2 separate regions of the Anser cygnoides genome follow, and region 1 is linked to region 2. The links are chromatin contacts, called in public Hi-C maps. All regions are on one chromosome and are shown on one strand. Each heading gives the region's core, a stretch centred on a gene start, on an enhancer-like site or on the middle of the called end of the contact. The rest is flanking DNA. Distances are from core to core; before and after follow the strand shown. Region 1 overlaps TAF4 (TATA-box binding protein associated factor 4). Region 2 holds the start of MTG2 (mitochondrial ribosome associated GTPase 2).

Region 1 (6,328 bases), core at 3,674-6,173, 64 kb before region 2:
TTCAATGCACAGCACCCGTGTTCAGAAAAGACATCCAAGCCCCAAAGAATAACTAGAGGATTGGTAGTTCAGGTGCAGGAAATCAAAGTTCGAACAAATATCTCTAGAAAAGAAGGTTATTGATCGTGAAGTCCATTGGAACCTGACAAATCTTCAAATCCTATCCGGATTTGCCCGGAAATTTCACCAAAGAGGTTATCTTAATGCCAAAGCAGTGCCCACAGCTCTCAGGCACATACTCAGTTACAAACTCTGACCTGGAATAAAAATCTGACAGTAATTGTAAATGGGCAGTGCCGTATTAGCAGAAGAAAGCTTTATAACAGTATCGGTATCCTTTCTATATTGTCAGAAGAGATTCTGTTGCAATGAAGAGGAAAGCAAGTGTCCGTAAGGGTATGCAAGTTGATAACAGACACACCACAGACACCCTAAGAAGCAGGGGGGTGAGTCAGTGCTCTTTAGGTGATTTGATCAAGCTGCACAGAGACCCTGGAATGACAAAACCTTTACGAAAGGAAGAAGTTTTTAAGATTTTCCCAATATAAAAAAGGTGGCAGAAAAGTGGATAGACAGCTGGAGCAAAGGATCGCTGCCTGTAGAAACCTCAGGGAGAGCATTGAGCAGCAGTTACACGTATGACAGTGGCCCCTCTTACAGGGAGGGAAGGATAGCCTGGTGCTGCCACCAACGCTAACTCCCCTCATGATAACTAGCCTGCCTATACAAGTTCTCACTCTACAGCAATAAAAAGCCAGTAAAAGAGGGACGACCCTACCGAAGCTGACTAGTGTAGGCTACGAGTCTGCAAGCTCCTGGCAGCTCCGTGACAATCTCAGTAAGCAAAGGAGGCCTCCCCTCGCACAGGACAACTTTAGACAGGTTTGGAATTACTTATGTAAGTCAAAGAAGAGCTGCTGCAATAAACCAGCAGACACACAGCACTCGTGAAGGACCATGTACACACCAGTTCATGAGAAGTATCGGTTACAAACGTGACGAACAGCACAGACTTTCAATGGCAACACAGCCGTGGGCTGGATTTTACCAGGGATGCGTTATTTTGTACCTGTTGAGAGCTGTGCACCGTCGTTAGATGCACTGTCACTTCTGGCAACCTCCAGGGCTTTATGCTGGCACCAAAACCTTTCACCATCCCTGTCAGTGACTTGGGTGATGGGACAGAAAACACTCATCAAGTCTGCACAGGACAACAACCCGGGGGAGCTCCTGATATGCTACAAGGGAGGGCTGCCTTTAAGGGAGAATTCAACGAGTTAGAGGATTAAGACAATACGAACTTCACAAAGTCTATGGACAACCAAGTCCTGAACCTGGGACAGAGGAACCCCATGCTATAGCACAGGCTGAAAACCAAAGCTCTACAGAAAGAAAACAACACAGGGGTCCTGGTGGACACAAGCTGGACAGGAGTCAGCAGCACGTCCTTGCAGGGAAGGCAGCTAACCACGTACTGGACCGTATTAGCATGCATGTAGCCAGCTTCCTCAGGGAAGTGAGAGTCTCATTAACTGGCGCTTGCAAGGTTGCCTGTGGAATATCTTCAGTTTGGGGCTCCTCAGAGCAGGAGAAATACTGACGAAGTGGAACAAGCACAGCACAGGGGCACTGCAAGGTGAGGGTGCTGGAATGGGCCCCAGGCAACCTGACCTGGCTTTGAAGTTCACCGTGCTTGGAGCTGAGGTTTAGTTCAAGTGATCTTCAAAGGTCCCTTCCTACCTGAATTATTGCACAACCCCACGAGAGAGTGCCAAGTACTAGCCACAGATTCAAAGGGAAACTGAAAGTCGCTTGGATTCAACATGACATATTGCTGGGGCTATAAAAACAGGTCAGGACTTCAGCTGAGCTTCCATTAATAAATTTCCGTCCGTTTTTCTGTCGCATACAGACTGTGACAGCGGCTCATCAAGAGGGGAGCATGCCACGAAGCAGAAGGGGAGCCCGGACCTCGTAGTGGGGCAGTTTCTCAGCCGCAGCCCAGACCCCTCCTCGTGCCGTGGATTTCCTGGCACGCTGCGGGTAAGGGCACGGGGTGGGGAGCGAACAAAGTTTAGGTGCTCTGGACCCTCAGGCGAGCTGTGCTGCACAACCAACCCGGGAAAACCCTTACTTGAATTTTCTTTCCCAAATCTTCGAGGTGCTCAGCAATCCAAGCTCTTAAGCTTCATGAACAAACTTGGTTGGTTTGTGACATCTGTAAGCGTCTCGGCCCTACAAGCGTTACCGCAGTGCTTAAGCCCGCGCAGCACAAGTCTCAGACCCCACAAAGCAGCTGGCTGAAAACAAACCCACGGCTCGCTGTGCCAGACAGCCTGCAGGAACACAAACCAGCAGCAGTGGCAGGCCTATGACCACAAGGCTGCCAGCAGGTGCTAGAGCTGTCCAGCACACCGAGACCCCGGCCCACGTCCACCCACGCCCTGCACCAGAGCGCCGGGCACCCTACAGCACCGAACGCCGAGGATTTGTGCAGCTGGACCGAGTGCACAGCCATAAGATGCTGCACACACCTTAATGCTGGCTGTTAAATGCTCAGCACCTGCTGGGCTTAAGGTGGAACAAAGCCGGATTTCACCTAGCCACAAAGCCTAAAAGTTTTGGTACCGCTCTAGTTTCCTACAGCACTCCAGTCCTTTTGCCTGTCACTGCTCTCCCCTCGCATCACATGTGCGCACACAACTTGGACCATAACTGAAATTCTACTTCTTGAACAGCTGACCTGTGATTATTACTAAGATAGATGAAACAGACCTCAAAAATCACCACGAATCCTGACTACAGCACAAGGAATTTTTTTTTGTTTGTTTTTAAGATCAAGTACACAAGTCTACATCATGAAAAACTTTTAATAAAAGATTATTTTATAATAACTTTATAATAATAATTTTATAACTCCTTATAAAGAGTTAGGAGACAAAAGCAACTCCATTGCACAGGAAAAGCTTTTATTTACTCCTACTACACAAGAAGTTAGTTTCAAACTACAGAACTTCCCTGTACTCTCCAAGAAGCGAAGTGAACAACTTGTAAGTATTGATTCCAAGAATACAGCGAAAGGGATAATGTCAGGCTGGAATGCCAAAAAGCCACCGTGTTCAACAGGGATCCCATGCAGAGAAATGTTACGGGCTCAGTTGGAAAGGTGTGCGAGTGCTCTGACAAACACCTCTTTTTTTATATGGAAGCATTTGACAGATGCTTCAACACCGATGTGGACTGAAACTCTTTTGACTTTTCTGGAAAGCCATATTCCTTGAAAGCGTGTTAGCATTCCTTCCTAGTCAAGCATATAGAGGCAGAACAGCAGAGAGCCCTGTCGAACTGCAGCCCGACCATCACACAAATCCGCCTTTCGGCTGATGCAGAAAGAACTAAGAAAGAAAAAACACTACCAGGATCTAAACCAATTACTTTAATTATTGATCTCGAAGCGATGCAGACTTAGCTCCGCTGCTAATTTCAACGTACTCGCATCAAACAACAACACGGCTATACCAGAATCGGATTTGCTTTTGCGAAAGGAAGACACAGAAGAGAGGGTTACTAATTCTTTTGATGCCGTTCTGAAGCGGAGATTTTACAACTCAGCCAGTCTTCCTTTCTGGCCAACAGATTGCCTACACCGAGGTGTACCAACACACGGGAGCTGTTCAAGCACGCGATGAAATGGAAATGGGCGCGCTGCTTTGAATTCACCACTGCCTGCACACAAACGCCTAGTGAGGAACGCTGCAGTAAATGCACATCGCCTTCCTTCTAAAAGCAACACCCTGAAACAACTGAGTACCCCGTGAATGCCCTGCTCTGGGTACACCTTGGTAATTTTGGCAGGGACACGAAGCTTTGCGGATGCTGCCTTTTCACCTGGAGCTGCAGGGACCCCGCGCTGGACGACTCCCCTGACAACCAAGCAGGGCAGCCCCAGTGCAAGCTTTCACTTCCAGTCCTCCTCCGCAGAAGCAGCCTGTGATTTCGCGACTCCCACTGCCGACACAGGAGGTATCCTGCTTTGAGAACACGCCAAACACAATACCTGCGAGTTCAAATACAAATGATCACCGTGGACATGATGTTGCACGTCACTTGGCCGATAGCAACACTTATTAAATAGCGCTGCTGTTTCGGTTGGGGTATGAACACAAAAATAAAAGTATTTTCACACCTGTAAGCTTGCGCTCGGAACGCGTTTAAGCAAAATGAAGCCTAGTTTTGATTTTACTAACCGTCAAAAGCACAGTCCTGAGTAATGACTAAGCTTAATGACTGGGTATGACTAACACTTATAAATAATTAGTGCCTGCTCTCCCCCTCCCCCACGGAGGGGAGGGAAGGGAAGAAAACCCAACGATACGCTGGAAAAAAAAGGAAGAATGCTAGGAAATAGGAGCTCCAAGTTCGCGGCGTGACCGCTTGCCTCTTTTCCCCGTCCACTCTTAACACCACCGCAAAGCAAACGTGACCACATGGATGTTTGTGAAGGACTAGCAGCCGCTCACGCGTTCCTGCAAACTTGTGCAGAGTCCGGCCACTCTGAGCCTTCGTACTCGAGATCTCCTCCACCTCCTCCACCGATCCCTCAGCAAACATGCTTGGGTCACCTCCTCTGCCTCTCGCCACAGGTGCTGCAATTCCTCGGAGCTGCGCTTCTGACTCACAGGCGCAACTGGTCCCACTCGCCGCACCGCCACTTAGCTTAAACGCACCCGATGCTGGCACCACTGACAGCCGGGCTACACCTAACCCTCCCTCACCGAGCTGCTTGATTAATAAAGTGAGAGAGGCGTGAAGACAGCCTGCCACAGCCTCGCTGCCCCCCGAGCCGTGTAAGAAGGACGGGGGCACGGCACCGCAGCTCAGCGCCGAGCTTTTGTTTACTCGCTGCTATCTCCAGCATATTTCGCAGCCGGATCTGCACTGGGTGGCCGCGCAGCACCCAGCACGTGCTTTGCTCTGTGCAGAAGGACTGGGATGGCTTTTAACAGCGCAACTCAGGCAGCGTGTGGTTCTCAGAGCAGGTGGAATAAGCTGGACCACTTTTATAGGCAGGCGGATTCAAGACAAGATCTTACAGCAGCCGTACTAGCCGTGTGAAATAACATCACGCACTGATGCAGATTTTGTGCTGCCAGTTGTCCAGGTACCGGCTGCAATGCATTACTGGGAAAAAAAGTGTTTTAGGAATGCATTTGAAGGAAAAAAGCATCAAAAATAAAGCTAAGTGGTGTTCATAACTTACGGTTCTGATTCATCAACTTATAAATAACTTATATATATTTATAGAGTTCTACACTATCAAGAAGTTACTCGATTTTTCTCAATATACTTTTCTAAATACCACAAAGAGCGTGGCAACAGTCAAACCTTGCACTAAATCCCGTACAAATACCGAGTAAAAGGACTGTCCCTGGGTAAAAGGATTTACAACCTATTTCTGCACTTTGCTGAGAGTCAGCCCTTTATAATCCAAGTGTAACTTTCTCATCACTAGTAATACAAGTACAGAAAGTCGTATTTTTAAAATGTTATTTCTAACCTGACAAGAGCTCCAGGGCGACAGATTATCTATCTGTATTTGTACAGGGCCTTAAGAACAGCTCTGCCAAGGAGGTGCTGAGCCTGCTTATATAGATCTCGCTGCAGAGCCTGCTCTCAGCTCCCTATAGTTATCACTTCTTTCTTGATTATATATTGATAACCTATACCGTTACATAGCGATGATAATCAACGATTTGTCCTCACCAAAAAAATCTATATTAAAAAACCAGTTAGTTAAAGGCATAAATAAGGCCTCAAGGAGACTTATTTTACCTTAAATATTCCACTAAAGACATACGAAGAAAATTACTCCAAGGCAGGAGGCTTTGTGGTAAAGACTTGGCTCTCGGTCCCTTCAGACTCCCGTGCCTCCAGAAAAAGACCAGCATTTCTGGAAGGAAATTACTACAAAATAGAACTGGGGTAAAAAAATGAGACTAAGCTGAGGTAAAACTGTCCATGAAGGGGAAAAAACATAATAACAATTTGCTCCTGAGGCAGCAGCGTTTTTCTAGGATAACCTATTCGTGTCTGTGGTCTTGATGAAAAAGGTCTCATTTAATTTGAAATATGAGTGATCACACAATCTTTACAGCTGTTTAATTACAGCCTCACCTGTATACAGGTTCTGTACTTCTCTCAACGTTTCAGGTGGAAACGGGACCATTTTGCCCCAGTAATTCAGAGTAACAACGTGCAGTACGGACACAACTGTGTCACTGTAAAAGCTGCCTGCTGTATGAACCGTTTCCCTTCTGCTGCCAGGAGG
Region 2 (6,366 bases), core at 3,735-6,234:
ACTAATGTGCTGCAGTTAGAAATGGGGTTCAGAGCTAGAAAAAAATGGCAGCTGTAAATGAAAATTTACCTGGAGTGAGAAAGCCTACTGGTTTATTCCAGGACCAACTTTTTTGGTCTTATTTAATTCACCTTACAAATTGTGAAAAACAACGTGCTAAATGAAACTAATCCTTGAAAATCACCAATATTTTGAGTCTGTAGTTCTACCACTACAAAACTCTGTACAGCAGTACATCAGTACATTCAGTGATGCTATTAAGGCATCTGACCTGTAAATTAACTGTAAAAATATTAACTTTATTATGATACAGCGGGGTGGCAATTTGGAAAAGCAATGTCCTCCATATAGTCTCCATTCATTTTGTTATTTCAGGATACCGCAAATGGAATTTCCATTGTAGACGTTTTTAAAAACATCAGTAACGACTAAATGTGTTGTCTTTCTGGGTTGTATGAATAAACATCATTATCTGGAACAGAATACAGTGGGAGGGCTTCCTGAAAAAACAGCTATTTACCCTGGCACCCTTATCTTTGTAGCTCTGACTCTTTCTTCTCTGAAACTCTCCTGGAGTAAAACAAATCCTGGTAGAACAGGTTGCTTGTTTAATGATGTGTATAAACAACTCTCTCCCATTCAAATATCCTAAAAGTCACTAGAGAAATAAACTCATCGTGATTGGCAAAATGCAAACATCTGTTTCCAAAAAGAGTACTTGTCTATGAGTTCCACACCAGGGCTCCTCACTCCTTTATTTTCTTTATGATTAGCATGTACGTTGAAATACCTGCTTCATCCGTAACCAAACTATTCCACTTTTTCCCTCTTTAGGAAATTCTCAGTACAGCCAGCAGCAGGCAGGATACCAACAGGGAGCTGCACAACAGCAAACATATTCCCAGCAGCAATACCCGAATCAACAAAGTTACCCAGGACAACAGCAAGGATATGGTAAGGAAACTGTCACTGACCAGTCAAGTGTTTGCAATACTTCAACCCGATGTCTCCATTCCTAATCTAAAATATGGTGTAAACTATTTTATTGATTAACCTTGGACATCCACATACTATAAATAGCCAAATAGCATAGCATGAAAAGGTATTCTGGGCAGTAACATCATTAGTAGAGCACTGCATTTCATACTGTTGTTAGCATTCTGAGTCCTCTCTTGTGATAAATTGAGAAAATTACCCAGTACACACGCCTCATGTTGACTTCCTGACAAGCACTGGTAGGAGGTCACTGTATGCATTCTCAGGCCTCCTACACATCAAATGGTTCTGCAGCTGGCATAAAAAATAACATAAACAATCCAGAGAATCACTACTCCCTCAATTAGGTTTCTTGCAATGTCATATTAATCCTTGGTAGACTTGGAACTGAGGTGAAAAGAAAAACGTGGAAGTGATTTGAACATGCAGCTAACGCTGGCACAGGGCTTTGGAACCATTCTGGTCACCAGGAGCAGTGCTCCCCATCGTCATCAAATTAAGTCTGATGGCTGCCTTTGAGTTCTCTGGACAGCTGCATGCATCCGAGTCTCTGAAAGTGAGTAACCATTTCAGGTTATTCAGCACAAAAACGGGCTGGAGATATTGGGAATATTCTGAATACTAGCTTCAAGGCAAAGGATTTCTATTAAACCCAAAATTCAGTTTTTAATGTTAACATTTGGATTCCTCTTTCTAAAGATGCAGAATTTGCTAATGTTTCTCAGGTTCCTTAAGTTTGACACTCTGGACAGCTGCAGTACTCTGCTCCTGTTCTGTTTTTGCAGGGGGAAGTTGTGGCTGGGAGCTTATTGATGCTTCTCAAAACCGTAGATTCAGGGTAACGTTTTGGAAGACCAGAGAAATACAGGATTTCCCAGAGGGATGTAGAACCAGCTTGGGGAAGTCTAGGCAAAATCTACTCACAGTTCATACTTGCAAAGCTTACTTTATTACCATCACATTTTACATTTTGTTAACCATAAGAACTCCCCCTAGCAAATCAAGCCTTATTAATAGATTTCGTTGTCTTCTCAGGTCCTGCACAAGGAGCATCTTCACAGTATTCCAGCTACCAACAGGGACAGGGGCAGCAATATGGAAGTTACAGAGCTTCTCAGACAGGACCATCCGCTCAGCAACAGAGGCCTTATGGCTACGAGCAGGTAAATCATCTAAATCTCTGCTATAAGAAAGCAGATTTATCTACTAGCTCCTCACATCAATCTATCTGATAACTTGGTGCAGGCATATTGATGATACTTGGGTGGGTCTTTCAACATCAGTAAACCAACAGAAAATTAACTCACTGTTTGTAAACCTCTGATATGTTATTCTCCAACATTTTTATTTCTCTCTTTTTTTTTATAGGGACAATACGGAAATTATCAGCAATAAAAGAATATGATCCTGTGTCAGATTCATTTCAATAGTATATCCATCTTTTGAACTGGATGTACCGACAGTTTTGATTAATTGTAATATGTTGGTTACCCCTTAGCACAAAGCAGCGTCTGTATGTGAACAGTGTTCATTTCATGCTGGATATGAAGCAGTGCACTACTGGTAACAAGACAATGCTTTAATGGTTTGATATTTGGTGCTGTGTATAGTACTGTATGTTGATACAATGCAGAAGTTTTTAATTTCCCCCCCATTCTTGATGTTTCTAAATAGCTTTAGGATCATTTGATCACAGTTGTGCCCCGTTCTGGAAGACAGCCAGGCTGTTCGGCATTCTGGCTAAATACAAAGCCATTCAGTCATATCTCAGCCCGGGGAAGTATCCTACAGTAGGTCATTGATCGTTTTTTTAACTAAATGCATTACGGATTACCTGCCAGCTGCTGAAATCCATGGCTCTTAACTTTACTTCTTAAGAATAATGGGGAGGTTACATTCCTTATGTGAAGACAGTTTCATGCTATATGATAAAAGTAAGACTAATTGCAATGTCTGCAATACCTACGAGAGCGAACTACCCAAGTCTTATAATTCAGTAATTTCATAAATCCATGTTTTTATTGTAAACGGTACAGAAAGATGATCAAAACCTATATTCAAAGATACGTTAATCACTAGGGCCACATTTTATATATGCATATGTATAAACTAAGATGTTTCTATTATGGAAAGAAAAATAGAAGGGAGCTCTGAGATCTGCAGTGTCAGCCTACTAGATGTCAATATTGCTTCTTATTGTGCTTAGCTGAGAAAAACATCTGGCAAAATTCCGGTTTTAAATATGCTACTCCAATTTTTATAACGTGCTTATATACATTTTCATGCCAAATTTCACAGGCAGGTGGCTGGCATCCTCCTTTATTTCTGATTCTCCCATAGCCCTTGCTCAGATTTTCCAGCAAGCATTATAACCATAAATATTGTCAATTTTATGGTTGACTGTTCTTACAGCTTACCATCACATTCATTTTTCTCTTGTACCGTGACAGAAATAGTTCATAAGAAAAAAGAAAAATCCTTTTTATTTTTTTCCCCAGAAAAGCAACTAATTTCAGCTTTAATTGTGAAACAATATACATACAGAGAGGGGAATTGTTAATGGAGTCAACCAGTGAGAAAATACCTATAGAGGGAGATTTTAGAAATATGAGCTAGTGGTATGTAAAAGCCAGTATGAACAATTGAAGTCACTTCTGTTTTTATATGTCCTTATAAAGTGTTGAATAAAGCACTTATAAAGTGCTTATATAACTGCTGAATGAAGTAACATGTCCAAACCTCTCTGTGGCAAAAGGCTAGGATGATTATAGTCCATGAGCAATTTTGAATAGGAGACTAACTGAAAATTTACAATATAGAGTAAATTTACCCTATGTTGTAGGATGTTCTCCTTTCATGTGTCTAAACTGGTGTATTTATGGGATTTTGAGTTTTGGTACTTCGTATTTTGAAAAACCAAGACCACAAGTAAAATTAAAAAAAAACTCTCACTTCATTACTTTTTTTCCTGTAGAGGAAAATCTTTTAACTGGACAGCTAAAGATCAGTGTTGCTATCAAATGTGACAGCTGTCAAATGTCCAAGCACTGCCCTTGCAACATTAATATTTTTAATAACTGATAAAACAGAAGATATTTCTGGTCAGTCGTCATTTCTCTCATCCTTCCTGCTGGTGTTTTCATACAAATAAGTACTCTCAAATATCAAGGAACAGAAAGGAAATAAGGTTGTTTTCTTTACAATATGTTGATATTACAGGTAGCCAGAAGAATGCAATATTGCTCTTTGCCAGCTTGGAAATATGCCTTTTTATGTGGTTTTTGAAAGTGCTGAAATACTTTTGAGAGAATACGATCAACACTTAAAATGAAACAGCAACATTACATCAATCTGAAATGTCTTACATTAAGAACTTCTTGAATGTTGTGTATATAATGTATTTGAAAGAGCACTTTGGAAATAGTTTGTACATTTATTTCCTAATTTATACATGATTTTGGTGTTAATATTTCTAATTGTTAATAACAAAACGTTTATTTAATGTGTTGTTCATTTTTATGTGTCAATGTGGAAACAAAGTGATGCCAGCATTTTGAATTCTCCCATTAACTGTATCATTTTCTGTTTTGTAATACAGAATGCTTGACAATTGTTTAGGTTAAAAATTATCTGGAAATGAAATTGGTGGTGCTTTTCTTACGACACAGACTTTTTGAGTGGAAACAACAAAGGGCAAGGGGAGATGCCTTGGGGTCGCACCCACTCGGTGCGCCCAGAGGTTGTCCCGACTCCAACGCTGAGGGCGATGGGTGGGTGCCTAATTAACGCCCGATTAACGATGCGTGAGGCGAGGCGAGAGGGCTGACAGGCTCAAGGGGACCCCCGAGGCAGACAGCGACGCCCGGCGGCACCCTCACGGGCGTTACGTCGGTGTCGCGGGCTCGCTGTGAGGGCAGCGGCCTCCGAGGCGGGGCTGAGGGGAGGCGGCGGGCGGCGCCTTCCCGCCCTTCCCCAACGGCCGGGGCTGGGGCAGGGGCGGGCCGCGGCTGCGCGTCCCGGCCGTGGCGGAGCCATGGCGCTGTGTGGGGCAGTGGCGCTGCCCCGGAGCGGGGCCGTGCTGGGCGGCCGGGCCGCTCCCCTGCTGGGGCTGCTGCTGCTGGGGAGGCCGGCCTTCTCCACAACTCGCGTCGCGTGCGGGAAGAACAGGCGGCTGAGGCAAAAAAGAGCCATTTCGGAAAGGAAATTGGTAAGTCCTGAGGTAAACGGCGTGTCCTGGGTGGCATCAGCTGCCGGGCTGGCTGCGCTTTGTGTACGAGATGTGCGAAGAGCTCCTCCCTCGTGTTCTTCTGTTTAGGCTTAGATAGAATTTGTTATTTCTGAGTGATCGATACGTCACTTTCAGTTCGCAGCGTTAGTTTCCCGTCTTGCCGTATGGTGGTGCCATACACTTCTCTAAGAGAGGATTTTTAAGAAATCACAGGGCATGGCGTGACTTGAGTTATGCGAGAGTTCTGTACTTTTGCAGTTGCTTAGCTTGATATCACAATGCTGCTTTATCCCACGTATACTCCTTGGGCTATTTAATTAGCAAAACCCTTCTTTGCTGACAGGAAAGCTGAAGCGCAGTGCAGAACAGTTGGTTTGCCAGAAGTCAGATACGAAGTTCGTGTCAGAAATAAGGCCAAAACCTGGAATCCTCTCCATGCTGTATCTTCTTTACCCCCTAAGTAACTGGCTATGACTTACATTAAAGTTAATTCTACTTATTCAGTTTTCAAATAAGATTATTCTTTTTCTTTATAATAGTTTTCTTAATTGTTAAAAGATTGAAGTTTGCATTACTTTCATCACCTGATATAGAAGGCAGTGAATCACTATGAGAACATCTCTCCCCCACAGGCACTATGTCCTCTTTGTAAATTTTAGTTCCATTTAAAAAGATTTCTTTTCAATTTTATTTTCATGTGTAGGAACACAACTACTGGATGATTCCGGTTTGTAGTGTGGTAGTGCTCTTAAGCTACCAGTGTTAGCAGTATGTAACTGTATTAAAACAATACTTTCCCTGTTATTATTCTTCTAACATGAATTCTGCACTTCTGGTATCTGAGCTGCTTTATTAGGTTATATCAATATAACCTCTGGCATGTACTTGCAATGTTTTAACGTGGTTCTTAAAAATATTTGAAAAATAAGACCTAATTTTCTTCAGTGTTATACTTAGTAAGCTGTATTTAAGTGACATGTGAATGACAGCAGAAATCTTTTTCACCTGTTCAGCGGAACTTGTCATGACAGAAAACAGCAGGTCTGCATATTATTAAATTCTGTAGAACGGTCAGCTTGCTGGAAGGTGACTCTGATAAACTGCACTTCCAAGGTACAAACCTCATCCTCTTTGCAGACGCG

What was found. A called contact is a pair of places that touch in the nucleus more often than the background predicts.
Region 1: a Hi-C map of fetal liver shows a contact between it and region 2, with 1.7 times the contacts expected there. The contact joins the enhancer-like site here to the promoter of MTG2 in region 2. A contact is called at or near these places in 4 of 7 Hi-C or Micro-C datasets (fetal liver, granulosa cells and liver).

Annotation. Positions count from the first base shown.
Region 1 is chr16:3,878,371-3,884,698 of Taihu_goose_T2T_genome, reverse strand. All of the region lies in intron 2 of TAF4 (TATA-box binding protein associated factor 4), which reads right to left. Among named protein-coding and RNA genes, the nearest start is that of TAF4, 14 kb to the right of the region's middle. Within about 2 kb of position 4,923, at least 1 of the 3 cell types and tissues checked has open chromatin away from gene starts, as enhancers often do. A contact at or near this core is called in fetal liver, where this site is marked.
Region 2 is chr16:3,814,309-3,820,674 of Taihu_goose_T2T_genome, reverse strand. MTG2 (mitochondrial ribosome associated GTPase 2) reads left to right here and starts at 4,984. Exons shown (of 6, transcript XM_013188917.3): 1 at 4,984-5,203; 2 at 6,362-6,366. The coding sequence starts at 5,030. It overlaps SS18L1 (SS18L1 subunit of BAF chromatin remodeling complex), which reads left to right. Exons shown (of 10, transcript XM_048074575.2): 8 at 835-954; 9 at 2,032-2,159; 10 at 2,365-4,638. The coding sequence ends at 2,391.